3 separate regions of the Triticum aestivum genome follow, and all the other regions are linked to region 1. Evidence: chromatin contacts called from public Hi-C and HiCAR-type data. All regions are on one chromosome and are shown on one strand. The core of a region is the stretch at or near the end of the contact, and the rest is flanking DNA. Distances in the headings are between cores, read along the strand shown. Region 1 has its middle 18 kb from the start of LOC123147090. Region 2 holds the start of LOC123147107 (protein TOPLESS-RELATED PROTEIN 2). Region 3 has its middle 150 kb from the start of LOC123148554.

The links. Hi-C and Micro-C count contacts between places; a contact is called where the count stands out from the background. HiCAR-type assays count read pairs that join an accessible place to other places.
Region 2: a contact with region 1 is called in a Hi-C map of leaf, with 6 times the contacts expected there. The contact joins the promoter of LOC123147107 here to the enhancer-like site in region 1. A contact is called at or near these places in 4 of 5 Hi-C or Micro-C datasets (leaf and an unstated tissue) and 1 of 1 datasets of contacts at active chromatin or transcription factors (leaf).
Region 3: a contact with region 1 is called in a HiCAR-type map of leaf, with 7 times the contacts expected there. The contact joins two enhancer-like sites. A contact is called at or near these places in 2 of 5 Hi-C or Micro-C datasets (leaf and an unstated tissue) and 1 of 1 datasets of contacts at active chromatin or transcription factors (leaf).

Annotation. Positions count from the first base shown.
Region 1 is chr7A:397,514,879-397,517,622 of IWGSC CS RefSeq v2.1, reverse strand. No RefSeq gene overlaps it. Among protein-coding and RNA genes, the nearest start is that of LOC123147090, 18 kb to the right of the region's middle. Within about 2 kb of position 1,407, at least 8 of the 8 cell types and tissues checked have an H3K27ac peak or open chromatin away from gene starts, as enhancers often do. A contact at or near this core is called in leaf, where this site is marked.
Region 2 is chr7A:398,340,945-398,343,688 of IWGSC CS RefSeq v2.1, reverse strand. LOC123147107 (protein TOPLESS-RELATED PROTEIN 2) reads right to left here and starts at 1,368. Exons shown (of 25, transcript XR_006473053.1): 1 at 755-1,368; 2 at 470-649; 3 at 267-380; 4 at 13-171.
Region 3 is chr7A:398,063,844-398,066,587 of IWGSC CS RefSeq v2.1, reverse strand. No RefSeq gene overlaps it. Among protein-coding and RNA genes, the nearest start is that of LOC123148554, 150 kb to the right of the region's middle. Within about 2 kb of position 1,322, at least 7 of the 8 cell types and tissues checked have an H3K27ac peak or open chromatin away from gene starts, as enhancers often do. A contact at or near this core is called in leaf, where this site is marked.

The DNA of each region.
Region 1 (2,744 bases), core at 158-2,657:
AATATGCTAGAACACTCTCTCATATAATTAATTACAGTGTTACGTCACATTTCTACTTAAATGACAATGCGTGGTACTCTTAGGCTCTTTCTAGTTGTTCCAGGGTGTACATGTGGTAAGAATACCGTATAGGCAAAAAAAACATGACAAAACAATTAAACATGAGAGAGAGGGCACTATAATGACCCAGAAAGAAATGATGCCAAACATGCGAATCTGGACAAAAGAATTATGCGTGAAAAGTTTGATGGCTAAACAATTAAACAAAGGAAAGTTTAGACAATTATGCATGGAAAGTTTCCCTAATATGTGTTATAACGCTCTCTCATATTATTAATTACAATGCTACATCACATTTCTACTTAGATGACAATGTATGGCACTCTTAGGCTCTTTCTAGCTATTCTAGTGTGTACATATGGTAAAAATACCATATAGGCTAAAAACGACATGGCAAAACAATTAAACAGGAGAGAGAGCACTATGATTATCCAAAAAGAAATGATGTCAAACATGCGAACCTAGACAAAATAATTATGCATGAAAAGTTTGTCTGTTAAACAATTAAACAAAAGAAGATTACAACAATTACAATAATGGGTTATAAGCCAGTTTACATGGCAGTTTTGCCTATTCGAAAAAGAGAGGCAGTCAAAAAAGGGAAGTGAGCTCTTATGCAATAGTCAATCTCTACACATACTCCTACTCCCTCCTTCCATCTATATAGGGCCTAATGCGTTTTTAAGACATCCTTTGACTATTGACAAGATTAATAATACATGACATGCATAATGTGAAAATTATATCATTGAAAACTCCTTTCACATACGAATTTGACAATGTACTTTGTGTAAGTTGCATGTCATATATTATTGCTCTAATATTTGGTCAAAGCTAGCCTTGAAAAACGTATTAGGCCCTATATAGATGGAAGGAGGGAGTAGGTAAGATGAGTTTAGCAAAAAGAAAGAAAGTGAAAAATATTTCACTAATTATACAGCCAGCGGTCGGCTATTTTTTCCAAAGTGCTGACTATATTATTAATAATTGCTCTTAAGAAACTAAGGCTTTTTATGTTAGCACCTTATCTAAACACCTTTCATAATTGCATCGAAATAGGCATGACATTTCCACCGCGGGAGGTCCAACGTGTAGAGGTCGAACCTGGTGTACCCATAGCTTAGCAACATGCCGCGTACGGGGGCACGGACCTGCCGCGGGAGCAGTGAACCGAATCACTTGTGACGTTGCACCCCATCCCCATCCCTTTCCCTCTCCTCTTTTTCTTCCCACCCATCTCTCTCCATCGGTCGCTGTCACACACTCTCTCTCTTGCGCAGAGCAGAGGCAGCAGGAGGAGAGAGAGCACGACGTGACAGGGCCGGACGTACACTCCGGCGGAGTGACGGGACTGCCCCTGGGCCAACGAACTGCAAGGAGCGCAGGGGCAGAACCGTCCGCACGCCCTGGGTGGGGCCGAGGAACGTGGGCCGAGGACGACGACGTCCTTTGCGTGGGGACCAACCACCACTCGCCCGGCCCGTCTCGTGCTTAGCGCCGCAGTCTCTCGCGATTTATCTCGTGTGGATTGTGGATCGTTTCGTGTCGGCAAGGCCAGAGGGCGGGGAGACTGGGAAGCGTGTCGTGGAGAGGGAGGCGCGATATGTCGGGGAGTGAGTTGCTGCGAAAGGAGGGGGTCTTTTTAAAGCCTGGACCTGTACGCTTCTTTGCTGTCGCTGCAGGGAGAGGGAAGCTGTGGTTGAGAGAGCGTGGTATGGTATCCAGCTGCTAGTATAGGTGGATGGTGTCGAAAGTTTCTGTCCTCCGTTCGCATCATCTGGACACCTCTCCCTATCTAGCCGTTGGAGTGGCCGGCCCAGCCCACACATCATGTTGTACACAGTTTTGTTTTCTTTTGTCGGAAGCATTTTTAGTAGTAGTATAAAAGCTTTGTGTACGAGAATCCTTTTCTGAGCTCGGGTTCATCTACACCCGTGTTGAATCAAAAATTTAAGACAAATAGTAAAAAAAAATTAAAAAAATCATTTTTTTTCTTCCAAAATAAGCCGCCTTCAATGCTTTGTTATTCTTTAACCACATTTTACTGCTTTAGTTAAAATCACTGCACGGAGACCTTTTATCAGAAAATTGTTGATAGACCAGGACATTGATTTTGGCTCCCGAGCTAATAAAAATGGTACTCCCTCTGATCCATATTAATAGACGCACACTTAATACAACTTTATAGTATTAATATGGATAGGAGGGAGTAATAAATTCGATCTAGTGTTTTTATACATGGTAGACAATTTGGTGCATGAGGTCCGACCCAATTTTCAAATGATTTGGACAAATGAGAAACTATCGGCAAAAATGACAAATTCGGGGGTCTATAAAACAGTTTGTTGTTCACGTACTGTTTTGACCTGATTTGTCTTTTTTACTTAGAGTTACTCCGATGTCCAAATGAGCTAATATATGGAGCGAACCTCACGCAATAAATTGTCTACCATGGGTAAAAAAATGGATGTGTTTGAATTTTTCTCGTATTTGTTTCGAATTTTTTTCTGGTCGGGTGCAGATGAGCCTGGGCACCGAATCACTGCACTCCTTTGTGTATATTTATTCCTTCTTCCAAAATAAGTTGCCTTCGATGCTTTGTTATTCTTTAACCATATTTTACTGCTTTAGTTAAAATCACTGCAGGGAGACCTTTTATCAGAAAATTGTTGATGGAGTAGGAC
Region 2 (2,744 bases), core at 119-2,618, 830 kb before region 1:
TTAACCAAACACCTTTGATTGATCAACGTGCGCAGTCTCGAGGCTTTAAATGGTGGGAAATTAAGCTTGTCTCGGAACAGAGGGTTTGCCTCAATAAGCTTCTTAAGCTCCATGAGCATGATATTCCGGGCTGACTTTGTATCCCCGTATTTGGACAGCTGCTCATTTTGCCTGTTTGTGATTTAGACAGAATTACATCCACATTAGCACAATGCACAAGCATTCTGCTCTACGAAAATGCTCCAAACAAGCGATTGGCACCACACCTAAAATTATCCAGAGTCAGCAGCTGCGTTATCTCCTTGAACAGCTCCTCGTTAAAGGAGGCAAACACCTTCAAATCCTTGACGAGTATCTCCACTGCCTTGGCCCGATCATGCCTGCAAAAGGCAAACTGAGTTGAGCGCCTGCAAATCGCTGTTGATCCTGAGCAAATGAGCAGGATAGGAGAGGCTTCAATATGAGTTACCTGTCGAGGGCTTCAAGGTACTTCTGCTTGCGGATCTCAAAGAATATCTTCATGGAGTAGCGGTTGTCCTCCACCTTGGTGAAGCCGCTGAGGTACCTCTCCACCTCGTCCCACTCCCCACCTTGGACCAGGTCCTCGAAGTGCTTCATGTTGAAGTAGAAGCCCGATTCCTGCTCCAACCTGCGCGACCAAAATGGACGGGGGGTTAAAAAAAAAACAGCTTCAACAACTCCAGATAGCTCCAAAACTTTGTCTTGATCAACCAGACGAGACGAGGACACTTACTTGTGCACCGTCTCCTTGAACTTTTCCTCGTCGAGGAACTGCAGGATGAGGAAGACCAGCTCCCTGCTGAGCGACGACATGGCTCCCCCGATCCCGCCCTGCGTCTCCAGCGCTCACGACGAAGGAGGACTCCCGCCTTGGCGGCAGATCCCCTCCCAAATCTCCGTAGAAACCAGCGCAGGGCCCCAACCGCCCCTCGAAAAAACCGCACCAAACAACCAACGAGTAGCTTAGAACCCTAGCAGGGCGAAAACCCCTGAGACGAAACGGGCGGCGGGAGCGAGGTCACAGCCCAAGCGGACCCATCCCGGCGGGATCTCCCCCGATTCCGGCGGCCCGGCCGCGGATCTGCAGCTCCTGGCGCCGACCGATGGCGCACGCGTGTCTCCTCCCTCAGCGGCGCAGCACGTAGACTAGGGTTTGGCCGCCGCCGCCGCCAGCTGCTGCTGCTTCCTTCTTCTCCTCTTGGCTCTAGCCGACGGAGGGGTTTGCCTTTTCTTATCTCTCTCTCCCCACTTCGCTTTCTCTCTCCAAAACCAGTCTCTCTATCTCTCTCTCTTTGGAGTAGGGAGTATTTATTTTTCTGGTCTGCTTTTGGTTTTTTGGGGCTGCGTTTTATAACCACTCCGCCCCGTCTCCCCTTATATAGGCCCCGCCAGATTACACGAGAGCCCACGACCACGCACCTCTATTTACTTGGCAGCCACTGACGAGGACGGGCGACAGGGGCAAACTGGGTAACTCCCATCGTGAGGTCCGCAGCCACAGGTAGGGGGTAAACTTCCGTTAACCATTTCTCGCATCCTTCCTCGTACGGTCGTACCCATTCATTTCTCCCTCCCTCTCACGCATCCGCGGTTTCGAAATTTGAACGGGGCCTGCCAGCCAGGGTTGAGGCAGCCGCGCCCGCTACAGGATACCCAACTTTTCAGGCGTCTACACTTTTGTAGTATCTTTCTTACTTATATAACCACAATAATGGATGGATAAGTACCGCCAAAAAATATGGATGGATAAGTTTCACCTACTAATATTGAGAGGATGCTATATTTAATCGATCACATCTCGTATATATATCATTTCATCTCCGTTTGATCCGCCGCGAGGCCAAAAATCATGGCTGAGCATGGTGCCGCAAACGCAAAATATGTTCGTCTCATGTTTGTATGGACACACATTTCTGCCGTAAGTTTAAGTCAAATTTACATTCATGCAGACACGAGACAGACGTGTTGTGCATCCTCTCGGTGTCTGCCTCAAGCACGTGGGTCAGCAGCCGAATCACCACCACGGGTCCCACGTGTGTGGGAGGGTCCCCATGTCAGCCACCCTGGCCCCGTTCATCTGATTCTTTTTAATGCCACACGTGCTGGTGGAGGGTCGTCCAGTGCACTTTGTGATCTTCTCCCTCACCTCTACCGACCAAATGATCGACAAACCCTAGCCACCGCTTTCCCCCACCGTCCACCGGCCAAGATGCCGTGGAAATGGGTCCTAGGGAAGACCAATAACGAGGTCGGCTCGTCCTCTGAGTTCTCGGGGTCGCGCCACCGTGTGGCAAGTTTCGCCGTGACGCCGCCCGCGACAACATCTACGTCGGCGTCGAGCAGTGCCAACAGTATTGGGATGAGGCCACACTGGTGTTGTGGTCTGACGTCCACCTGCCGGACAATTGACACCTCGACCCAGAGTGGGTGCCCGTGCCTCCCGTTCTGGCCACTGGTCGCGCGCTCCTGCTGGAGATACATCGCTGTCAAGATCAGCTCCCGAAGTATCTCTGTCGCGACCCAACATACGTCGTCACCTCGCCATTCTGGGACACTTGGTTCCACGACGAGCACGGCGAGTGGCGTCGGCCATACTTCACCGCATGTGCTTCCCCTCATGCGCGTGCTCCAAGTCCCCGCCTTGTGCGCAGGCGTACGCGTGCTCCCAGACCACCACCCCAGCCCCTGTGTTTGACGAGGCCTCCCGGATCACCGAGGAGGAG
Region 3 (2,744 bases), core at 73-2,572, 550 kb before region 1:
AGGTGCAATGTCATCGCACGTTTTGTAGTCAGATCATCAAAGTCAACTTCCACAGAAAATGATAGCTATCTCATCGAAACATCGGGACACCTTGGCCTCTATTAGCGGGTGGGAGGGTTGGGCCGTTGGAAAAGCCATGTAACAAATAGCCTTCCAATTTTTTGGGAGCTTATGGGCCCCGCGTGGATAATCCTTTAAAAACATGGCCAATACTTGCATGCCAAACGAGGGCTCAAGCTTTGCGGGTGAACTTGTGGATCCATTTCCTCTCCATTGGCCACTTAGACGACCGATGTAGGGGAGGTGTTTCTCGATACCTTGGCTTTGGACAGTAGTTTACGTTATTTCATTTTGACATAGGGCGGCGTTCGGATGGATGGTGATGGTTCATCTTCAAGTCAATCTTTCGGAATCTGATCCTCCTTGAGTTTGTCCAATGGGCCGAAGTCGAGAGAGCTTCGACATAGATTTATGTTGTCTCTTTGGGAGCGATGAGGTTAGAACTTCTCGTCATGTGTACATGACAACAAGATTTGATGTGGGTCACTTCAAAACGGTTTAAGGGTTAAAAAAAGAATGAGAACAGAGGGAAAGAAGCCCCCTGTCTTATTCTTATAGGAGAATGAGGAGACTCGAACCCGGGCCAGCGACAACAACCTTTGTGTTGTCCATCACTCCAGCCAGGAGAGCTCCTTAAGGGCACACGCACCTTTGTGTTGGATCAACCTCGGTTCAATGGTTCAATGGCATGATTCGGCTTAGGGAGCATTGGTCCTTAAGGGCACGCGCACGAATACATCCCAAGTGTCATCGGCATGGTCAATCTGGCTACGGTAGGGGAGCGGCGACATCGATGGTCATTCTAGCAGCGGTAGTTGTTGTTTATAATAGATATGTGTCCTATTCTCGAGAAGAAAAGGAAAAAAAAAAGAGGACGCTATAGCGTGTGGGCGTCTTTGGTGCGTGTAGCGCAGGGCAGGTCCCGGTGGCAATTATTCTGGATTTCCAGATCCGTCGCTTTCCCTCTGCGGTGTAGTAGGGGAGGAGCTGCCGAGCCTTTAACACGCTATAAACAGGTTCTCATATCACCTCCCCTTATATAAGTAGAGGAGCTTATCTGACAACTGGCTAGCACCGCGTCCACCCATCCATACGTCGGGTTCCATCACCGAATTAATTTCGCGCTTCTCACAAAGGAAAGCAGAATAAAAGACGGATGAAAATTTTCCACCTACACGTCGCACGTGCCATTGGCGTTCCGACACGTGGCGTGTGCCACGCACTGCCTGTATCACATGCCGCTCCTTGCTTTGACCGTTCTCCTAGTGGACCCCGCCGCCAGGGCTGTAGCACGGGCAAGCTCGAGTGGATGAGGGCATGGGGGGTGTGGGTAATTGCGTATCGAGCCACTGATCGGGAGTTTGTCTCGGAAGTCGTGGAGGGGCACTTCAGGAAAAGGCCTAAGGGAATCCACGGTCCTTTTGGGGTGGTGGGGCTCAGATCGCGGCCGTCCGTATCTGCGCGGCAGTGGGGATCACATGCGTGAGAAGAGAGATCTTCTGTGCCTGGGGCGCTGCTTTGCTGCTTTTTTTTTAACACAGTACAGACGCAAGCGCTCATATAAACGTGCATACACTCACATTTATAAACGCACACATACACATGCACACCCTATCCCTATGAGCACCTTTGACAGACTGAACCGGCATATTATTTTAAGATTTTACGAAGTCAACGTAGGCGCCTCGTAGTCGACGGGAACGTCTTCTCCCATTGAAAGTGTATCGCCGGAATTTCTGAAATAAATCCAGGATAAATGCGAGCACTAGGATTTAAACCCTGGTGAGTTGGAGATACCACTGTCCACCTAACCATCTCAACCAGAGGTTGGTTCGCACTTTGCTGCTTTCTCAAGCACCGTGGGAAGTCGACAAGCGATAATTGTGGAGAAATGTACAGATAATATCTGTAATTTATCAATCCACACGCTAGTACTCCCTCCATCACGGTATACATGACACGCTTCAACAATCTCTGGGACCAAAGTAACTAGTGATTGGACTCGAAAATAGTTTCGGGAGTTATACCATGGCACCTAATTACTGGAGAAATTAATGCATACACACATACGTAGAGTGCTTCCACTGAACATACACACATGCATGCATTTATTTCACCGGCGTACACACCGGCATAGAGAGAAAATTGTGGGCTTGATTGCAGTTATCATGTCCTAATTAATTAGGCATTAAACCAAACACGTCTAAAATCCCTATGTGGTGGAAATGCATGAGAATTGAAGCGTGTCGTGTAAACTGTGACGTGTGACGGAGGGACTTTTTTTTTTTTGAAAGCAAAGCAACGCTTTCTTAACGGTGCTCGGGCATATCACCTGCCACACAAACATCCACTTGGGCTGGTACATCAGACTTTCACTCGACCCCATAGTTTTCAGGGTACATACGTCCCAGACTTGCTAACTCATAAGCAACTGAATTAGCACTACGACGGCAGAATTTAATTACATGTTTAGAAAACCAAAGTTTGAGCCGGTATTTTGTATCCCCGATGACGGCAGCGAAGGGTGATGAATCAACTGTCCGAATGTCTAGGGCTTCTGCCAGCAATTGTGAGTCAGTTTCAAACTCTGCCCGTATGATGCCCATCTCTGCCGCAAATAAATCTGAGAACGGTTTCATACTTAAACCATACTTGAACCATACCCATACATGTATCTCTCAAAA